2 separate regions of the Mus musculus genome follow, and region 1 is linked to region 2. The links are chromatin contacts, called in public HiChIP or PLAC-seq maps. All regions are on one chromosome and are shown on one strand. The core of a region is the stretch at or near the end of the contact, and the rest is flanking DNA. Distances in the headings are between cores, read along the strand shown. Region 1 overlaps Abcb5 (ATP-binding cassette, sub-family B (MDR/TAP), member 5). Region 2 overlaps Itgb8 (integrin beta 8).

Region 1 (4,246 bases), core at 201-2,700, 230 kb before region 2:
TTTTATTTTTTAATTTGTAGCAAGTGGAATCTTGACAAATAATTGAGTTACTTAGGAAAGTTCCCCTTTAGAATAGGTCTAATATTTTTACAAGGTACATTCCAAATAGTGAGTTGGGAGTGGAAAGCCAAGTCTTGAAAGCTAAGCTGTTCTTGACTTTCACCTGTGCAAAGTGGCATGTCCCCTTCTCTCCCAAACAGATACACAAATTAGTTAAAGGCAATTGTTTACCCAGGTATGCTAGCCAGGAGTTTGCTTGGGGTACTAGTGAAAACCCAGCTTCAAAATAAAGAAACAAATAAGAATTGTTTAGAACCCAGAGAGCGTGGCCCGGGGCATTATTGGCATAACTGGTGCTCAGGGTCCCAGAACCCAGCTTAAATGTATATCCAAAATGCAGTCTAAAATGCTGTGTTAGGAGAAAAGGCAAAAACCCAGACAACGATGGTGACAAACAAGTCATAAAGCAAAAGACTCTGAGGAGAGAATTTCAGTAAAAAACGCCAGTCAGAGAAAAACAGAGAAAGAAGTGGGTGCATTATTTTTAATGCAAATTCTATACGGCACATTAGAAGTTGATAGCATTAGCAATCTCATTTGTTTCACATAAAATTTTGTCCCCACTTCTTATATCCTAATTACGTATTTTGTTAGTAGCTGCCTTTTGTAATCCTTAACAATTCTCCTTTTGAGGGTGGGTAGCAGAGGAAGCAAATGCATTAATTAAATATAAATACAAATATAAGGACAATTTAATAGGAACAGCAGACATATTTTCCCAAGAATTATTTGTTTTTAAAAGATTAGTATGTTGAGTGCACTCCAAGAGAGCATGGGCTGGGCATTAACAATTAAAGGCCGAGTGATTCGAATGGGACAGACTGTGTTTTGATAAATGTGTGTCTGTGCACGGGCACAGGTATGTACGTGTGCCTGTGTGTGTGAATGAGAGTGTGGAAAGTGAGAGGAAGGGTATCTAAGATACAATTGCACATGCAGTAGAAGTCCTAAAGGTAGGAGAGGGAAGGCTTAACAGGAACTCATCTGAAGGTTGGAAACTCCCATATTCAAATAAATTAAATACAGCTGGATAATATCCCGGCATCACCAGTAGGTGGCAGCATTAATCCAAGACATTTTAGTGTGCTTAGAAAAGGAGCATGGAGGAAACATTGGCAGTTAAAAATGACTATCGGTCCAATACAGGAGAGAGGAAGGAAAATATAAATCACGGTTGCAGATAACACGTGTTATAAGGTATGCTCTTGTATTCTCAATTGTTAATTGCTGGGTTGGCAGCGCCAGGCTAGCAGGATCTGTAAATATTTGTTGCTTTCTCACCCAACCCAAGAGAAAAAGCAAGCTGTGAAAGGGAAGGTCACACATACTATTCCCCGCCCCCACCGCCCCCTCCCAGGCCAACTGGACGAAAAGGAGGGGGATTTTAGCATAATAAAGAGCTTGCGGTTGGATCTGGGGCAGAAGGGCTGGCAGGAGGATTGGCAGGAGGACTGGTTGGAGGACTGGTTGGAGGACAGGGAGAGAGAAAGAAAGGTAGCAAGGCCCTGAGGTAGAGCTGAGAAAGAGTCAAATGACTGGAGATGTCAGTTTAAATTATGGGCTAGCTGTGAGACTGCCCAGCAAACAGGCTAACAGCCTTATGCTATACAGATGTCTCCACAGCTTTATTATTAAACCACAAGCCCCGCAATATCCAGATATATTTGCTCACTGCTTGTCAGATATTGGCCTACTTGCTTCTTTAAGGAAGTAGACAAAATCTGGGTCAAAATCATCCGAAAGAAGGGACTGGGCAAGTACTTGGCATGCAAGTCTGAGGATTGCAGTTTAACTCCAGAGCATTCATAGGGATTCTGGAAGGGGTGGAGGCAGCTATCTGTAATCCCAGTGTGGGAAACAGCAACAGGAGATCCCTTAGCAAACTGGCTAGCAAACTAACCAAACTGTAGAGCTTCCAGTTCATGTGAGAGACACTTCCTTAATATGTAAGGTGGAGGCTGATCACAGAGGACACCAAATGTTGATCTCTGGCCTCCACAGGTACATGCACACATGTATATGCACACTCCCACAGGTTAACGAGCATATAGTCACATATCACACATACATAAATAAAAGAATCTTTAAAAAAAGTTCCCACAACAGAAGATTCTGGCCTGAAGACAATGTCAGAAAATGGAAGAATGAAACTGAATTTAACATACCTTGGCAGAAGGTCTTGATGGATAGCTGAAAGAAACATTTTTAAATTCTATGTTTCCTTCTATACATTCAGGTACAAATCCAGCTGTTGAAAAGTTATCTATATTGGGTTTCTTGGAAAAACAAAGAGATTGTTATACATCTTTAAAGGGTTAAGCTTCTATCCCAGAATAGTTTAGAGATGGACCCTAAAGTTCTTTTAAAATCTCCTTCCTGTTTTAGAAGTACATGAAACTAGACATGAAATTTTGTCTTTGTTTCTTTCTCTTTCTTCCTTTCTTTTTTTTCTTTCTTTGTTTATTTTGTTTTATTGCTTTTTGTTTTCTTTGAGACATGGTTTTTCTGTGTAGCCCTGGCTGGAACTTGTTCTGAAGACCAGGCTAGCCTCAAACTCACAGAAATCCACTTGCTTCTGCCTCTTGAGTGCTGGGATTAAAGGTGTATGCCACTACCACTAGACAGACATGAAGTTTTCAATAAAAAATCATTCCCCCACAAAAGTTAACCACAATCTTTCACTCTATAACCAAATAACCAATGTGTAGGTTTTACCCACCCTGTGGTTTTCCGGAGTTGAATGTTCCTATCTTTCAGGTTCCTTCTTAGAGTAAGGACAGATATCTTTCAATGCAGTGAGAGCTCCTACCTTATCAATAACCTGGAAAATATTAAAGGCAGCTCCTCTGGCTACTGTGAAGGTTTCCAGGTGAGGGGCTACAGATCCAATGCAGTAACTACTATGGATCACACTGAAGAAAACCTACAGGGACAAAGTAAACAATAGTCACCTTGTAGTGAAGTAAGAAAGACAATGGGATTGGGAGGTGTGTTTGGCCTGTGCTCATGGACTATGAGAGGACTTACATAAGAATATGGAAGACAACCACTCTGGAAGTCAGTCTGGCGGTTTCTTAGAAAATTGGACATAGTACTACCGGAAGATCCAGCAATACCTCTCCTGGGCATATATCCAGAAGATGTTCCAACTGGTAATAAGAACACATGCTCCACTATGTTCATAGCAGCCCTATTTATAATAGCCAGAACCTAGAAAGAACCCAGATGCCCCTCAACAGAGGAATGGATACAGAAAATGTGGTACATTTACACAATGGAGTACTACTCAGCTATTAAAGAATGAATTTATAAAATTCTTGGGCAAATGGATGTATCTGGAGGATATCATCCTTAGTGAGGTAACCCAATCACAAAAGAAGTCGTTAGATATGCACTCACTGATAAGTGGATATTAGCCCAGAAACATAGAGTACCGAAGATACAATTCGCAAAACACAAGAAAATTAAGAAGAGAGAAGACCAACGTGTGGATACTTCATTCCTCCTTAGAATAGGGAACAAAATACCCATAAAAGGAGTTACAGAGACGAAGTTTAGAGCTAAAACGAAAGGATGGACTATCCAGAGACTACCCCACCTGGGGATCCATCCCATAATCAGCCACCAAACCCAGACACTATTGCATATGCCAGCAAGATTTTGCTGAAGGGCCCCTGATATAGCTGTCTCGTGTGAGGCTATGCCAGTGCCTGGCAAATATAGAAGTGGATGCTCACAGTCATCTATAGGATGAAACACAGGGCCCCCAATGGAGGAGCTAGAGAAAGCACCCAAGGAGCTGAAGGGGTCTGCAACCCTTTAGGTGGAACAACATTATGAACTAACCAGTACCCCAGAGCTCGTGTCTCTAGCTGCATATGTAGCAGAAGATGGCCTAGTTGGCCATCATTGGGAAGAGAGGCCCCTTGGTTTTGCAAACTTTATATGCCCCAGTACAGGGGAATGCCAGGGCCAGGAAGTGGGAGTGAGTGGGTAGGGGAGCAGGGCGGGGGGGAGGGTATAGGGGACTTTTGGGATAGCATTTGAAATGTAAATAAAGAAAATATCTAATAAAAAGAATCAAAACAAAACAAAACAAAACAACAAGATGGAAGACAGGATGAAGACTGTAAGGGAAACACAGGCTGCCCCAGCAGTCTTGGCCTATTCTCAGGATGACACTCCA
Region 2 (4,859 bases), core at 1,497-3,996:
TTTTCTACTTTGCATTGAAATATTCTCAAGAAAAATATTCAAGACTTGAATAAATCGTATTTTAAATTTTGCCATGGATGTTTTACAGATTCAAGAGGTAGAGTATTATTGTCCAATGCTGTCCTGTAATTGGAAGGCAGCTCTTCTCTGGTATTGTCACTTTCTCCGCGTCTGTGTTTTGTAAAATCGTTTTAATTTTCTGAGCCTCCATTTCCTGGCTAACAAAAAGGGGAGATTAGCTTGTTTCCAGGATATTACCCTCATGTGTCCAATTTTATACCTTTGTGAATTCTTATGAGTAGGGTTGGGATTCAAGGAATGCCCTTAGGGAACACAGGAGGGCAAGAATAATATAGCTTTCCATTTGAAAACTGTTGACATCATCTTGGAGTAAAAATCAAGAGAACACACTCAGAAAAGAGGGTACTCTGCTCGAAGCAGTTTTGTAGACACCTTTTGGATTTCGGGCTACAGGTCAGATCAATGACAGAGTGAAACAATCCATCCAGTTTGACAGGTAAGAATATATAAACTATCTTCAGACAAAGAAGCTATGGACTTAGATGACCTTAGACACCTTACAGTGACCCTTATTAACATTCAGCTTTAAAACCAGTATTCTAGTAAAGTGACATTGTCATATAGGTTCTATGGCAGTAGTAACTTAGCACTTATTTAATCCAGTCATTTGTGACATTATAAACTTATTCCAAAGGAAGAAAAACAGAATTTAAATGCAAAAAGGAGAAGATGTTGGAGTCAAAATCCATTTTGGAAAAGAGAAGAAAGCAGATTTGTACATGCACAAAGCCACGCAGCTTCAAAGGAGAAGAAAACAGACCCGTGCATGCACAAAACTGCACAGCTTCAAAAGCAACACCGCTTAGATTAAAGTTCATCTGTTCACCCAAACTGAAATGAAAGCCTAACCCTTACTCAGCTGGTTGTACACAGCTCGACAATGCCAATTGCCGGGTGTGGTTGACTGCTTTCAACTACTCCTGGATGCTTTTCATCAGCAGGTTGTACAGAAGGATCACCAGTCTGTGGTGGTGACACCCTGCAACCTGCTCCATAGCCTCGTGTTTGTCTGTGAAGCTCAGGGCTGACAGGTACCTGTAAAGTGTAATCAGTGCTTTCCCAGATGATCTACATTCTACGCTGATCTAAATAAGTTATATATTACAATAAAGTGCTACAACACTAGTCTCCAACAGTAGTAAGACACATAGTTCACTGAAAACTTCAGCAGCTGAGTGAGTCATATGGTTGTGAAGACACTTGCCAGTCTTCATGGCACACTCTTCAATATAATTTGTCTTCTCCTGTGACTTTATATTATACTTGCTAGAATAAATTGTAAAACCATCCAGCTTCCAACAGTTTTTGTTTGTTTGTTAATCTTATTTAGAAGTTGCACCTGAAGGCCTCCTGAGCATTTAGTTTGCTGATATCCATTTTTATTTCCTCAGGCTTTTCTCGTCGGTAGGTTACAGCTCTCGTGCAAACACTTTGCAGAATCAGTTTATCCTTGATGGAGAAGAAATATTAGGATTAGTAACAGAGCTGAGTGTTAGAAGTGCACAGTCACATATAATTAATATAATTGTCCTCCGAGTTCACCAACCTTTTTAGAAGCAGACATTCTATAATCTGATGAGGACTTTATTTTATTATTATTCCATTGTAGTATCACTTGTCTAATGATAAGAACTTTAAGCAACCCGATCAAGAATGTGACTATGAATATGATGAAAAATATTCGCAGATAGCTTGGGCCAGATAAACATTCTGCAAGAAAGGAGACAAGTTAATGGGTTAAAATTTTTTTTAAAGTAAACCAAAGTTTTCTGTCAAATAAATATAGTTTACATTCTTATAATAAAAGCAGGTTTCTTTACAAGTCTCTATTTTCACAATAGGAGGTTGACATTACTGATTACTCAAAACAGTGAACCCTTCTTTGGAGAATATTCACAATTAAAATATTTCATTTTTTTGTAGCTTGCTATGTCAAAATTTCTTACCCATATGTAAGTTTGTTTAGAACAGTGACTGAGAGAGCTATAGTGGTGTGTACAGTTCAGTACTATGTGGAAAACATGATTTAAAAAGGATATTGAGCAGCCCCAAGCATTCAGCATGTGTTTTTCCTTTTATGCTTTCTCCTCCTTTATTGCTCAGCAGTAATGGAAAATAAAGTAAACATCTGCAGAAGCAAACTCAGTACTACTCTAATAGGGAAATAAATATTTTCTCTAAACCCTGGTGTAAGATTTCATTATTATTAGACATCATGACTCTGAGAAGTAGGAGTGTTGCATCTTGGACAATACCCAAATCTCTCGTCTCACTTTTTACTAATTAACTTCACTAATCTAGTCTGTTTGCCTCCACAAATTCATTATGTGTTCTTCCTCGAACAATAATCACTTGCTGAAGAAAGAAAAGCCATGTTAGGAGAGGGAAAATGCTAGACCTTTGTTTTAGAACCAGATCTCTGGCAAACTCTCACTGGAAAAATTTGTATAAGCTCTGTGCTTGCCTGAGGTCTACTCTAGTCTCTGAGGAATATGGTTGCACAATAGTGGGTATTCCACAGAGCTCACAAGCTGCCCCAGATTCATAAAACACTTCCTGGACTGAAGCATGTGTTTCTCCACCCATTTTGCACGCTTCAGGGACCTGGTCTGAATGCTGCAGTTGCCTAGGAAAGAGCATCTAGAGAGAGGATGTGCCAAGGCCATGAGCATAGTAGCATCCAGTCATAGCTGATTCTGGCTCCAAAGCTCAATGCTAACCCAGCATGCCTCTTAAATGAGGCAAGGTTTCAATAATGGGGGCAAGAGATCTTCTACAACTAGGTGGACTTAATAGAGACCATTGTTTGTGATTGGTGACAAAAGACTTTGTGGAGTTAAAAAACACGCCCATTCCTATTCATTGAAATGGGAACATCAGATGCCAGTATGGTACAATGCTTCCTTGTTAAAGATATTATGAGTACAGAATACAAAGTGTGTGTCCAAAGGTGGTGCTATTTGATCTTTTACAGCTTCTTTCCTTCAGGTTAGTGACCCTCATAGCTTATGTCCTGACAGATTGTGATATCCCTTGGCTGACTTAGTCTACTCCATCAGCTAAGCCAATCCTTAGAGGGGCACGTGGCTTGATCCCTATCCTGGCTTTTTGCCTGATGGGAGCTTAGCCAGAGAGACTGAAAGAAGACCCTGTAAGAGTGGTTGAGTGGACAAATAATTAAGGTGCCTAACAAATGCTCTTTTCCTTTCCTTGCATAATAGTTGTTAAGGGGAGGGAAGTCTTGTAGTTTGATACATTTCAGAAATATTATGAATGTGTTAGCCAGAGGACCCGTTGAGGGTTCAAGTCTGTATTCATTTTTCCCCAATGTTGTTATGATGATCCAACATTTGCCTCTGGTCATGCTTTTCTTAGCTGAGGTCAGGCTAGGTCTTTTTCTAAGGAGTTTTAAGGGAACACTGTTTGCAACAACACTTAAGTCAGAGTAGTGTTTACTTAACTTAATTAATGATATGTAGGGGCCCTCTTTATTAGAAAGGCACTTGGCTTTCTGGAGAGATTGCTGCAGCCTGAGCTGGCAGCACATGGGACTCTTTTCTGAGCCAAATTCACTGTGGGCTAAGGGAATGAAATATGGGAAACTAAGATGTGCAGGACATTTCTACTTTGCTATTTCTCCGGGGCTGGGTTTTCTATTTGTTGAAATAGTAGAATCAAAATGAACGTTTCCAAAGATCTGACTGTAAGTATAGCTTGTATTTCACAGGTGGTTTTACAGCTTAGACCTGTGCAAAGTGTTTTGAGTTCTTTTGGGAGTGCTCCAGTAAATTTTTGTTTAAAAGTAGTTTTTGAGCATAGCTCTCACATCTTTCCCATTATACATCCTCTTTGATTTGAGGTACTAAACATACCTTTTATTCAATACACTTTTTATCCTCTATTTTGTACATGAGATATAGGCCCACAGAAATTTTGCAGAAGTGCTTACATTTCTTACTTTACTATATTTTAGACCAAGGTTTTTAGCTTAAAAGCAACACATTCTTTCCACTGTGTCAAATTCAGAATTATCCACCTCAAAGTTGTTGTTTTTTTCTTTTCACTTTTCTCTTTTTCTTTTTCTTTTTTTTCCCTTTTAATAGGAAGAATTTTACATAGCTCAGGATGGCCTTGAACTCCCCATGTATCTGAGGCTGACCTTGAACTTCTGATCTCTGGGTACCAACTCCCAAGTTCTCATATGTCACCTGATGCCTAGTTTCATGTGGTGCTGGGAATTGCACACAGGCTTTACCTATGCCAGGCAAGTGCTCTACCAACAGAGCTACACCTCAGACTCATAAGATGTGCAGGACATTTCTACTCTGCTATTTCTCCAGGGCTGGGTTTTCTATTTGTTGAAATAGTAGAATCAAAAGGAACGTTTCCAAAGATCTGACTGCAAGTATAGCTTGTATTTCACAGGTGGTTTTACAGCTTAGATCTTAGGTATACTACAACAGCAGATGATCACTTAAAATTTTAGTGTTTTACCTGAAACAGGAGAATAAAGTTTTTGTAGATATGTGAAGAGTGAGCAGAAGAAACAAATTTAGGTTATATAGGGAAACCATAGCTCCTGAGCTCTTAGTGACATTATTCTACACAGTGAACTTATATTTTTGGCTCATGTAAGTCCTTCTAGATAATTCATTTTCTTGGTCCTTGGTGGAGGCAGGCAGCACATAGAGCCTGTGCGAATGAGCAGGGAGGTGTCACCACCTAAGTATTTCTCTTTGGGAGATTAAAAAATGGATTACTGATTCAGTTTAATACTG

Evidence for each region. HiChIP or PLAC-seq counts read pairs in DNA pulled down with a chosen protein or histone mark.
Region 1: a contact with region 2 is called in an H3K27ac HiChIP or PLAC-seq map of neural progenitor cells, with 6 times the contacts expected there. The contact joins two enhancer-like sites. A contact is called at or near these places in 14 of 484 Hi-C or Micro-C datasets (the G1E-ER4 cell line, adipose-derived mesenchymal stem cells, bone marrow-derived macrophages and 9 more), 2 of 115 datasets of contacts at active chromatin or transcription factors (astrocytes and neural progenitor cells) and 1 of 9 other capture datasets (embryonic stem cells).

What each region holds. Positions count from the first base shown.
Region 1 is chr12:118,929,626-118,933,871 of GRCm38.p6, forward strand. Abcb5 (ATP-binding cassette, sub-family B (MDR/TAP), member 5) reads right to left here. Exons shown (of 28, transcript NM_029961.2): 10 at 2,870-2,983; 11 at 2,226-2,336. Among named protein-coding and RNA genes, the nearest start is that of Abcb5, 35 kb to the right of the region's middle. Within about 2 kb of position 1,451, at least 33 of the 459 cell types and tissues checked have an H3K27ac peak or open chromatin away from gene starts, as enhancers often do. A contact at or near this core is called in neural progenitor cells, where this site is marked.
Region 2 is chr12:119,161,710-119,166,568 of GRCm38.p6, forward strand. It overlaps Itgb8 (integrin beta 8), which reads right to left. Exons shown (of 14, transcript NM_177290.3): 13 at 1,628-1,791; 14 at 1,094-1,530. The coding sequence ends at 1,408. Among named protein-coding and RNA genes, the nearest start is that of Itgb8, 74 kb to the right of the region's middle. Within about 2 kb of position 2,747, at least 73 of the 459 cell types and tissues checked have an H3K27ac peak or open chromatin away from gene starts, as enhancers often do. A contact at or near this core is called in neural progenitor cells, where this site is marked.